3 separate regions of the Hordeum vulgare genome follow, and all the other regions are linked to region 3. The links are chromatin contacts, called in public Hi-C maps. All regions are on one chromosome and are shown on one strand. The core of a region is the stretch at or near the end of the contact, and the rest is flanking DNA. Distances in the headings are between cores, read along the strand shown. Region 1 holds the start of LOC123449411. Region 2 holds the start of LOC123449413 (ADP-ribosylation factor-like protein 8a). Region 3 holds the start of LOC123446888.

Region 1 (3,832 bases), core at 699-3,198, 160 kb after region 3:
GCAACATGTCCACTAGCAACTGGGCCTCAGCGACAGAATCTAAAAGGTCAGAAAAATTTAGATACGTGCATTAGCACAACTACTTCACAGGTGCTAAAACCCCTGCAACGATATTTAGAAGGGGAAAAAAGCAGGGTTTGCTAGTACTATGTTTGTAGAATTAAAGATTTTTTGTTGTCTGGTATAATGACACAAAAGATAGTCGATGTTTCCCCCACCCTTTTTGTTTACAGTTTGACTATGTTGTTAAGCCTACTCGCACTTGTTAGGCTCATGTGCAAGTGCAAGGCTTGCTAAAGAGGCTGATCAACTCTGCTTCTGTACGTACTGTCTGATGCATTACTGAAGAATAGAGCAAATAAATGTAAATGCTATGTCTGGCTCTAAATTCAGTTAGTAGTACATTTCAAGTACAGCAATACGGCAATAATGTATGGTCCTGATTAATCCACCAAAATGATACGGAAGCTCCTTAGGAGTAACATACAAATGATAACAGAAAATTCAGAGCATCAGAACGATTCGACTTACTCGATCAGCACCCTTGCTGTGAGCCTTGTAGGTCTTGCCATCCTTGTTCTCTCCGTACCAGAAGTAGGTCTCGGTCCTCTCGTCGTACAGCACGCCGCCTCCGTGAGCCTGAATCGGCTTGCCGTCGGTGTCGAGCCACACCCTGCCGGGGTGGTAGAAGTACATGCTGTCGTTGCCGCCATGGAGCGGGTCGATGGCCGTCCTCGGCTCCGGGAAGAACATGTCGTGCACCGCCGAGGACTCGTCCAGGAACTCGTCCACCACGGACAGCGGCTTGGTGTGCTCCCCCTTGCGCCGCACGGCCCGCGGGTTCCTCCGGCTCCGGGCGGGCGTCACCTGGAACCTCTCCTCCTCCACCACCTCCAGCTCCCTGAGGACCGTCCGGTGGATCTCGCTCGCCCTGCCGGTCTGCTCATCCTTGCCGTGGGTGACGAGCAGGTGGAAGTTCAGGAGGACCACCAGCGCCGCCAGGCCCCACACCAGCAGGGTCAGGGAGCGGTGGCTCGCCGCGTAGCAGTAGCAGCGCAGGGCCAAAGATTTGGGATGGTGCTTGCTCCTCGCGCCCATGGCCATGCTGCCGCCGCTCATCCGCTCCGGCTGGTATGCGCTGCAGCAGGAGAAGGAAGAAAGGATGTCTTATCAGACTGTAAAAAGATGGAACTTGGAAATTTCCGGAAAATGAGCAGGCTCGCGGCTACATGTGTCAAATCAAGAAAGGAAAAAAGTGCGGCATGGACAAGCCCAGCATTTCGCGGGCGCCAGATTTCATCCCCAATTTAGCGCAGCATGACAAGAAATTTCCCGTGTTTCATAATTTCATTACGAGATGATTTCGGGAAGGTTCGCCAAAACAGAGCGCATCCTTCTCCTTCTCAGATAAGTTCAACTCGAGCGAGCCAAGACGGAGAGCTGTAGTGAGAATCCAGCGAAATTGGCGCCAAGAACAGAGGACAAACCAAGAAACCACTCACTCAGCACGCAAACAAAATGAAAACGAAAAAAGGAGCAGGAAAAGAGAAACGAAGACAAGCTAAGCTCACCATGGCGGGTTGATCCAGGGGGCCGAAGAGGACAAGCTAAAAAAAAGAAGCAAAGCCCAATCCCACCTTGTAAGTAGTACCACCTACTAGCAGAAGAATAAGAATAATAACCTCCCCCAACAACCGATTAAAGAAATCGGCGGAGCTCGCTCACCATGGGCGGGCTGGCGCTCCTGTCCTGAGATCTCGTCAGGCGACGGGGGACGGGAGATGCTCTCCCTCTCCCTCTCTCTCTCTGATTAGATTAGGCGGGCTGTGATCTGGTTCCCGGGGAGATCATGGAGGGGTTAGCTTGGCTTGAGCGGCTGGCAATGCGACTTGTTTGTGTGGCGAATCGGGACGACGAGCGCCTCTGCTTTGCTTTACTCTGGTTCCCCGCGGTCGCGGTCGCGGACAGTGGAGCTGCGGGGGCGGGGCGCTCTGGAAAGAAAGGTCGCCCGTCACGTAATGGTGGGTGGGGAGTGGCGGATTGGAGGGGCGGAAGACACCTGTGCTGCTGCTGCTGCTGCTGTGCGGCGGGCGTGCCGTGCGGCTTGGGTCGGGGACAGGTTGGGTTGCGGATGGTCGCCCGCGGCAGGTGGCCGCCGTGCTTGACATGTCTTGGTTGCTTATATCAATATAGTTTAAAAAATTGAACCCGGTTTTACTCGCCGGTTTATCATAAAGAAAAAAAACAAATATTTAAGGTATATAAAAAAATGATCTCACATCAAATGAATACACATACTCCTTTTAAATACACATACTCCTTTTAAGTAAAAAATATAGGAGTAATATTGGATGTAAACCATTAATGAATCATAAAACGCATTCCTTGCATGAATGTTAGGTGTTTGATTCCTTGTTGATGCATCTTCTTTTAAATATAGTTTTGATCTTTTTACTAAAATACCGTACACCTTTAAAAACAGGCAAGACGTCGGTTCACGGTGTTTTCGGTTGGACCGACGATCTGGTTTGGCTTTTAAAACTATGACTGGATCATTGTTTTGTAAACATAGTCGAAAAGTTATATCAACGTTAATGATGTTCCAAAATAGCTTCAGGAATAGCTCCATTTTCGTAAGCCCTTGAAAGCAAGCGAACCAACATTTGGTTAGACGTTAGGAGGAGAGTGGTATCTCAACCCATCAAGGTTTAAGTTCTAGACTTGATGCTCGCATTATCGTGGATTTGTTTCAGGCCTTGTAACGGTGTGTGTTCATTGGGATGAGATATTTCCATCGACAACGAAGACGTCTATGATGACTTGATCAATTTCAAAATAATATGTCGGCTTAGTCTTTTAGAGGTGTTCATAAAGGTAGGGTTTGCGTCTATGTGTTCATAGGGGATAGTAGATGTGTGTGTGTATTCATAGGGGTAGTAGATGTGTGTGTGTGTGTGTGTGAGTGTTTGTATATGTATTGTTCTAAAAAATCTCGAAAGCAAATGGGTTGCTTCATTTAGGGCTTGTTCGGTTAATCTCAGGGAGGAGGGGATTGGAGAGGATTGAAAGGGATTGAGGTGGAATTTGACTCATAGGGGATTTAATCCCTCTCAATCCCCTCCAAACCCCTTCAATTATGAAAGAACCAAACAAGGCCTTATCTTACATGTACAACTTTTAAAATAACAATCAGACCACTATAGTGCAAGTGATATATCTTAAAAATATATAAAAGAATTGTCAATCTAGAAATACGTGTGGGGTTTAGAAGTCTGAAAGAATATAGTAGATCGTATTTCAGGGCCTACATATCATGTTGTGTGCTCACTCACATGAAGCGTATGTGTCATAAGGTCACCGTTTGATTTTCATTTCCAATTTTTTTCATCTTCACCACGTACTCGGGTAGGGTGTTGCAGTGCTGGACAAAACCAAGATGTGGTGGTGAGCTGCGTCACTTCGGGGCAACCAGAGGCAGTGGAGCAAAACTCCAAGTTAGGGATGCCAAAGGCAGATGGCGGCGTCGCGGAGGTGCGCAAGGAGATCAGAGGGCGTTGAGGACGTATGATATGAGACCCTATCAACAAGGATGAAGGTGGATGACAAAATAGTGTTGAATAGGACAATGATTAAGGAGGTAGGTGTTGGAGCGAAGACGGCGACAAGTTGTCGAGGAAATGGGAACGAAGGAGAGAGAGCAGTTGGAGGTGTCGTGGTGAGGGGGGAGGAGGTCGTTGACAGCATGGTCCCTAACACATGGGAGGACAACTGAGTGTGGGGCATAACGGGGAATTCCTTCCTCTTGCCAACAATTGTACGGGACGGAGCTCTT
Region 2 (4,195 bases), core at 755-3,254, 240 kb after region 3:
GGGTTGCCCCCCTTGGCTCGGCCGACCCTCTTGGGAGTCCTTGGACCCCAAGGCAAGGCTCCCCCTCCTCCCCCTATATATACGGAGGTTTTAGGGCTGATTTGAGAAAACTTTGCCACGACAGCCCGACCACATATCTCCACGGTTTTACCTCTAGATCGCGTTTCTGCGGAGCTCGGGCGGAGCCCTGCTGAGATAAGATCACCACCAACCTCCGGAGCGCCGTCACGCTGCCGGAGAACTCATCTACCTCTCCGTCTCTCTTGCTGGATCAAGAAGGCCGAGATCATCGTCGAGCTGTACGTGTGCTGAACGCGGAGGTGCCGTCCGTTCGGCACTAGATCGCGGGACGGTTCGCGGGGCGGATCGAGGGACGTGAGGACGTTCCACTACATCAACCGCGTTCACTAACGCTTCTGCTGTGCGGTCTACAAGGGTACGTAGATCGAACATCCCCTCTCGTAGATGGACATCACCATGATAGGTCTTCATGCGCGGCACGTAGGAATTTTTTTGTTTCCATGCGACGTTCCCCAACACCAGCGGCGCTGCCCTTGCGTCTTGTGGTGCGGCGGCCGAACTAATCACCATCCTAATAAAAAAGTAGCGTTACTTTAATGCTTTACTAATCATGTTACTTTTAAAAAAGCAATGTGATGCTGCATCCAAACCCTCTCCCTTCGTCATTCATGCATGCATGTAATGATGTCATCAGATTTTTTTAAAATGATTAAAATTTAAAAAGTTTTATCTTTCAAACCACTAATTCGATCGATGATCCGTTTTCGTCGTTAACTTTGTTTCGACAAAATCTTTAGAACTAGATCCTATGTCAACATGTTTCGACAACTTTTTTGTTTCTCATACTTACCACATTTGTTGTACGTACTTGTCATATTAGTAAATACTTACTTGTCTGATAAAAGTTAACTTAATCGCCATATGTTTTAGAAATTGCGTATAAATATGACATCTCGACATAATCGAACGAGCAAGCACAAACGACATTTTTAGGACGATAACGTGTAAAAATATGACAACTCAACATATTTAAAATCGATGACCAGAAGAAATCTTTTTTTTTTGGTAATTGTTACCCCCTCCGTTCTTAAATATAAGTCTTTTTAAATGTTCCACTAGGAAACTACATACGGATGTATATAGACATATTTTGGAGTATAGATTAACTCATTTTGCTCCGTATATGGTCACTTACTCTTAAAAGACTTATATTTAGGAACGGAGGGAGTAGTAAATATGACAAGTCGGCATAGTTAAACTAGCAAACACACAAAATATTTTTCTGACAAAGTTGTATGTAAATATGACAAGTTGACATATTTAAATTGACAAACGAAACCTATGACATGCGTTTATATCATGTATAATGAAAATTCCTACAAGACAACAATAATTTGTCAATCACGGTCGTCTGGTTTAAACAAGCGTAGTTGATAAAAATCTATACACACAGTTGCCAAGTTGACAACTAGGTTAATTAAATGTGGCTACTAAGTGTCTCATAATCTAACAACTAAATAATAATAATCTGACAACTATCGATGAAAAAAAAGTTGTCGAAACATGTCGACATGGGATCTAGTTTTGAAGATCTCGTTGCGAGAAAGCTAACCGTGAAAACAGATCATCGATTGAATTTATAGTTTAAAAGATAAAACTTTTTAAAAATTCGACATTAAAAAACTCCGTCGCACTGCATGCTATAACACAGGGTCGTACGATGCCTGCACGGATCGCTACGCGCGCCCGCCACACGGGAAGGAAGAGGTGCGGCGTCGTTACTTAGATTTTCCCTTAAGTAATACAGTATAAGTTATTACAAAAAAAAGAGAAGGAGTCTTAACTAACAACAGTCCTATTCGCAGGTGAAACTCCGATTAAAATGGGCGTAGATAAACCAAAAATTTCCTCAATAACATTATCGAAAAAGAAAAGAAAATAATAAAAATCAAAGGCACCAACCCCAGCCCCACCCGGCCACGAGATGCCATATGATTGGTGGACGCCAATAATACCCTCAGCTCTTTCCCCTCTCTTCTTCCTCCTCCGGCCTCCCTGTCGCCCCGCCCCCGCCCCCGCCCCATCCATCCGCGCCTCCAAATAAAGTAAGCGCGGCCACCCGCACCACCGAATCCTCCTCCGCCTCGCAATCCGCCCTCGCCCTGCCGCCACCGCCGCCCCTCCCCGCGACCGCCCAGCCCTTCCTCTTCGCGGAGGAAGAGGGAGCACGCCGCGCGCGGCCGCCATGGGGTTCTGGGAGGCCTTCCTCAACTGGCTCCGCAGGTACGGTTCCACAAGCACATGTCCCGGGTGGCCGGGTTCGGGTTCTCGAGTTTGACGCGCTGCGCATTGCGGGACGGGCGCGGGGTCCGCGTGCGGGAGATCTGGGAATTCCGGGCCGGTCTAGGATTAGCATGCCCTGGTTGCTCGCTGGATCGGATGCTTGCTGGGGGGGGGGGGTAGGACGATAGTCATGTTACCGTGTATTTCGTAGGAAGCTGTTGTTGATGGTTGGCACTTGAAAGAACGTTTTGACCCGTATGAAGGTGATGCTGGTTAGCAGCTGCATGGTGTTATTTGTTTTTCTCATCTAATAATGCCCGTAATCATAAGGAAATTTGGTCCTTCTGGTTATTTTACGTGAGCCAAGTTCAGATTATGCAGTTTTTGTGGCTTTGTGGCGTGCTTTGTGGTATCTTTGTATGGCGCAACTTCTCGCGATCGACTACACATGGCGATCAACGTTATTGATTGAACACGTCGATCATAGTATTTAATCGTGCATGCCCTCCTATCGATATGAGAGCTGAAGGGACACGGACTTTTTCTTTATCTATTTTGTTGAGGAGGTTAATTTATTCGGTGCTAACATCACGTCGTAGAGTGCGTGGAGTCGGATGCCATTTTCTCATGATAATGCCATATTCAGTATTTTTTGTTATCCTGCTTTCTTATGGACTCTATCTTGTCAAGAGGAGAAAAGAAAGCCATTTCCAATATGCATTAGTTAATGTACTTTCCCGTTCCGCTCAATGAACTCTTGAGAAACCATGTGGCACGTGATAAATTCTACCCGTTATGTCGTTATGTTGACTAAGATAGAGCTACCACACATACCATGTAATGCCTCATCCTCGTGATAAATTTACTTAAAGGTTTAGTTTGTGATAATTTGTCGATGCATGCTTACCATTGAATTTGCCATAGTAGAAATAGCCCAAGTTCGGTAATGCTCTCTTGGAATCCAATCATTGGAATGAAAATGAGCTGCCAGTGTGCTGTATGCTATGATTTGTTCCATTTCTACCTACCAGCCAGATAGGCTTTTTGCTTCTTATACATATATAAAAAAGGGGCTTGGGTTTAGAGGATCTCTTCCACATGGCATCATTAAGTGGCGGAGCACAGTTTTGGCATGTGTACCAAGAAAATAAATGGACCGACGTAGTTAGTTACTCATCTTTACTTTATTGGAGCTTGATTCAAGTATTTACATTTTTTTTTTGCACCTTCAGCCTCTTTTTCAAGCAAGAAATGGAGCTTTCATTGATTGGCCTCCAAAATGCGGGGAAAACTTCGCTTGTGAATGTCATTGCTGTAAGTTTCATGCTTTCTTGTCACTATTCATTTCCTGGAGTTGTGCTGATTTACCATGGACAACCTATTCTGCAGACAGGAGGTTTTAGCGAGGACATGATTCCCACAGTAGGATTCAATATGAGAAAGGTAACCAAAGGAAATGTCACAATAAAATTGTGGGATCTTGGAGGCCAGCCAAGATTCCGGAGCATGTGGGAGAGATACTGCCGTGCTGTTTCTGCAATTGTGTATGTTTTTGTACTGTCTATTTTGTTCGTTTCATTGTATGATTAATTATATGCATTGCTTAACACCTATGTTGTCCAGATATGGCGATACGGGTACGGATACCATGATATGTCAATTTTCAAAAACACAGATATGGGGATATGTTTGTATATATGTAAAATAATAATAACACTAATATATAGGAAATAATTATTATATGAATATATACTACAGTTTAGGACTACTAATAGGGTGGTAGGAATTAATTATATGCATTGCTTAACACCTATGTTGTCCAGATACGGCGATACGGGTACGGATACCATGATATGCCAATTTTCAAAAAGACAGATACGGGGATATGTTT
Region 3 (4,434 bases), core at 1,002-3,501:
CTGAGAGATGCATGGCTAACCCTGGAACACGGCACTGACCTGTACATACGGCTAAACCAGAATGAGATCATAGACAATTGCAGTAACAAGGGAACTTATCACCAGTCCAAAAGAAAACTAAACTCTATCATATTATTCATCTTGCAGAACATGTTCACTCCAGGTAAACACACAGCCACCAGATAAACCCTTGAAAGGACTTAACGTCGACCTGTACACTACGTAGAATCGACCATTTGTTGAACTAACTAGAGCAGGGAAATCAAACCCTATCTGGCTCAAAGAGCTGAAACGAAACCAAACTCCGAACAACCACTCGGCCAGCTCCTTCGTTTTATTCAGAACTACGCGCGCTTGAGCAAAACGACCAGGATCGACGCGATGGCCAGGAGCACGAACGACGACGGGCCGTTTACGAAATCCTTCTTGGTGTTGACGATCAGGGTCTTCAGCCTCCCCTTGCTCTGGCCCTCGTCCGACGTGGCCACCAGGTCCTGCATGATGCTCGAAAGATTTGTCACCATCTCCGACACGAACGCCTTCATCTTCTGAATGTAATCGCTGAATGCGTCTCCTGGCAAGACAGCATTGCTGCTCTGCGAGCTCTCAGCGTCGCTCTGTTCAGCTTCGTCAGTGACACTGGATGACTCGCTGAGGTCTGAGAACGGGAAGGTGTATGAACCAAGTTATTGCGTATACGTGTCCAATGGTTAACTGAACTAGATATATTATTACATGATGGTTGGGCGCTTACTTGTCTTGTAAAACTCCACAAGTTTTTTATTCTTCATCACAGCTTCCCAGACATTCTTATCAGACGCAAGCGAAGCAACAACATCCTGCAGCCCAAGTAGAACCCATGCTTCAGGTAAATAAACAACAATGTTGGGTTGTTTGCACTTAGTGCCAACTGAAGTTGCATGAACAAAAAAGGGGGCTGACATTATGCCAATATACGAAATCAACTTATCTTCTGATGCTAGCTAGCAGGAAGAAATGGAAAAATCGTGACTCCACAGCACATCATTAGGGTGACGACCTTGACTTGACACCTTCAGTACAAGTTAGAGCTTAATTACCTGAGCTTCAGGGCTGTCCTGTAGCATGGTGAAGGCTTCAATAACACGTGCAGAGGATCCAGAGGCAACGGACAAATTGTCATTCTTCTCTTCATGCATAGATGCTTCTGAATGGGGATGATCCTGAAATGTTTCCTGAGCGACCTTTGTGGGACCACCATGCGACATATCCAGGCGGGCACCATGGGATTCAGTCTTGGCACTGGTTGCATGAACAAAATTCATCAGTTTGTTAGTAAACACAACATCTGTCTTGTACATGAGCCAAAAGGCCCAAAGCGGTATACAGAAGAGCTGAAAAGCGTACAAGAAGAAAAGTAATCGAATACAGAATCATATGACATGGCTAGAAGAACAACTCTACATGACTGACACGTCGAGATACTTTTAGGGTTTGGATCAGGCAATTCTTTAGAAAAATGCAATGTAAACCCTAAACAAGCATTGGCCGTGATTTCTGTGAAGCAAATTCTCATGGCACGATTCCAGTGACAAGCACTCAGCGACAGGCACATCACGGATAAGCATGAAGAGTGCCTAAATTTTTAAAAGAAAATCTGGAATCTGTCTGAAAACTGCTGAACGCTCCTAATACAAATTTTGTGTCACACCAGACAACAGATAAGAACAATCTGCTGGAAAAGAAAAACAGAACGGAGTCAACCACTATAACAGGGCTCTGTCACTGCCTAACAACCAGACGTGCAATCGCATCATTTTGCAACTAACACTTCATGGATATGAAGCACATCTATCAAACCATCACCAGTTTGGCCCATGACATTAGTTAATCTATCTTAGTAAAACAAAGGAAACGGGGAGGAGAAGTGACAAGTAATCAGTAAAGTTGAGCGGTGCGCACATCTCGAAGGCGTCCCTGAGGTCGAGGGTGGCGGCCATGGCCTCGTCGTGGGAGGGCACGGGGCCGAACACCTCGCGGTCGGGGATGTACCAGTCGTCGAAGGTGGCGGCCGTGGACGCGGGGCGGGCGTCGGCCGCGGCGGCGGAGGAGGGGGGCAGGACGGCGCGGCGGGCGTTCGAGGCGGAGCGGTAGCCGCCGATGAAGGCGGCCCTGGCGGCCGCGCGGATCCCCATGCCCCCGCCTCCCATCGCCTCCGATCTCCCTCAGGCTCTGCGGGGGAATCGAGTCGGTCGGTCGATTGATCAAAAGCCCGGGGGGAATGGCGGCGAGTTGGTATTTAAGGGTCCGCGGAGGGTTAGGGAAGGTCGCTTGGGGATTAGGAGGGGATCTGGGCTGTTGATCTTGGAACGGACGGATGGTAGGGTGGGGCGCGGTGCACGACGGGGGACGTCACGTTGTGTCCTTGCGCAACACGCGTATGATCCTTTTGCTTTTTTGTTTCTTGAGTGTGGTATGATCCTTTTGCTGATACGCGGCGGGCAGTTGAGTTGCGTAGGGGATCACGCCGCTTATCTCCGCGGTTAAACAGGCCGAAATCACCGGGCCAAACTAGAGTGATTTGGACCAGTAGCAAATGGTACCCCTCTTTTGCTCCTTTTTTTTTTTTTGAAAACTTCTTCCCACTTTATTCAGCAATAAGGGTAATCATATCGTTTACAATAGCTGGGATGATCTCAGGAGGAGCTGAGTCCATCCAACAGCTAGGGGGGGGGGGGGGGAGATTTAGTTAACTTAGCTAGTTCATGCGCTACTTGATTACTATCTCTACCACAATGATCATATAAAACATGCTTGAATTCCGATCCCAAAAAGAAACAATCATCGATGATTGCCGAAGCTGCCGAAGAAGAATATCCCTTCTTAAGATCCTCCACTATCTCCAGATTATCAGAGTTCACCACAATTTTGCTGCACCTTATAGTTCTTGCAAGGTTGAGCCCAAACCTCACCGCCAATGCTTCTGCAGTGTTTGAGTCATAGCATATATCAATATTATCTGCTGCTGCCAAGAACTGACCTTTTTGGTCCCTGATAATTGCCCCAATCGATCCTCGGAGTAGGTCGTGATCAAAGCCTGCATCGACATTCAGTTTGACATAGCCGTGCGGTGGCTTGCTCCATCCTCCAGTTCGGCCTTTTGCTGTATTGGCACATGCAATACTGAAATTTGCCGACAGTCCACGTATGGCTAGGGCAATTTGAGACGCTGTTTGGATGTCATCTCCATGATATACCTTTTGGTGTTCGAACCACAGATACCAAGCAGCAGTAGCGACCACCTCTCGGAGTTTCGGGAAGCCCAAGAGAATGATTCCTGATGTTTCCATATGCAACAGATCATAAATGGCATCCTCACCCGATTTATACTTAGTGCATACCCTCTTAACAATATCGAACATGCCCAACTGCTTCCAAACTGCTGATGATCTGGGGCATTCGAAAAGGAAGTGACGAATACTGTGTGGCCCCTTCTTGCATTCTGGACACTGGGTTTTGACCTTCATATGCTTGGATGCTAATACAGACCGACAGGGGATAGCTGACTGTAATAATCTCCAGATGAAAATTCTGATTTTTGCAGGACATTCCAGACTCCATACCAACTCCCATTTGTCACTTGGTGAAGAAGACCCAGTACTGACCTGTATTAGGTTGCCAAACCTGGAATTCCATTCCATTTGATATGCTGATCGAACTGAAAAAACGCCATTCTTCGCTGGGCTCCAGGCTATAAAATCATGCATCTCATAAACCGGCAATGGGATTGCTAGTCTTAAAGTTGTCTAGATATGGGGACGTACATATAACACTAAAATGTGTCTAAATTCATTTGTATCTAGAAAAAATCTAAGATGAAGAATTTGGGACGAAGGGTGAGGGGTGCAGTTATGCTCTCGGATAAATAAAAACATGGACACATAAAAGTCTTAGGTTCCGACGTGTTGATAGAAGAAGATTTAGTATAGGCCCAAAGATGGACAACACACCATTTATGGATTAACCCGTGGATTGCAACACAAGATCCCTAGTTGCTAGTTTTCGTCGCCGAGAGCAGGGTGGTCACCCCTTCGCACCCACTACTCAGTTGGGCCTCATCGAGGATGATCATGTTATGATGCTTTAGGATGCACTAGGCCGCCAACATTATAAAACAAGCGGTGCCCTTCCGGGCCGGGGTGGGACAAAGAGATAGCTGTGCTTCCACTAATCCACAAAGACCTACCCTTCTAAGGAGGAGGGGGCATCATGGAACTGATCTACTTTAGCACCTAGTGTCACACCGAGCATGAGAAGGGGCACGCGGTGAGGAGGTGAGCCATTGTCTCCTATGATTGGTACCAGAGCACCTAAAAAGAAAATCATGGAGACCCCCAACAAGAAAAATGTCCAGCAATGGCCCTCACACATAAGCCGAATGAAGAACTTGGCCCG

The links. A called contact is a pair of places that touch in the nucleus more often than the background predicts.
Region 1: a contact with region 3 is called in a Hi-C map of leaf, with 3 times the contacts expected there. The contact joins the promoter of LOC123449411 here to the promoter of LOC123446888 in region 3. A contact is called at or near these places in 2 of 6 Hi-C or Micro-C datasets (leaf and seedling) and 1 of 1 datasets of contacts at active chromatin or transcription factors (embryo).
Region 2: a Hi-C map of seedling shows a contact between it and region 3, with 3 times the contacts expected there. The contact joins the promoter of LOC123449413 here to the promoter of LOC123446888 in region 3. A contact is called at or near these places in 2 of 6 Hi-C or Micro-C datasets (leaf and seedling).

The regions. Positions count from the first base shown.
Region 1 is chr4H:545,432,296-545,436,127 of MorexV3_pseudomolecules_assembly, forward strand. It overlaps LOC123449411, which reads right to left and starts at 1,949. Exons shown (of 3, transcript XM_045126628.1): 1 at 1,726-1,949; 2 at 532-1,138. The coding sequence starts at 1,119.
Region 2 is chr4H:545,508,939-545,513,133 of MorexV3_pseudomolecules_assembly, forward strand. LOC123449413 (ADP-ribosylation factor-like protein 8a) reads left to right here and starts at 2,005. Exons shown (of 5, transcript XM_045126632.1): 1 at 2,005-2,304; 2 at 3,537-3,618; 3 at 3,694-3,848. The coding sequence starts at 2,267.
Region 3 is chr4H:545,270,621-545,275,054 of MorexV3_pseudomolecules_assembly, forward strand. LOC123446888 reads right to left here and starts at 2,252. Exons shown (of 4, transcript XM_045123430.1): 1 at 1,942-2,252; 2 at 1,080-1,281; 3 at 755-839; 4 at 110-658. The coding sequence starts at 2,189. The coding sequence ends at 345.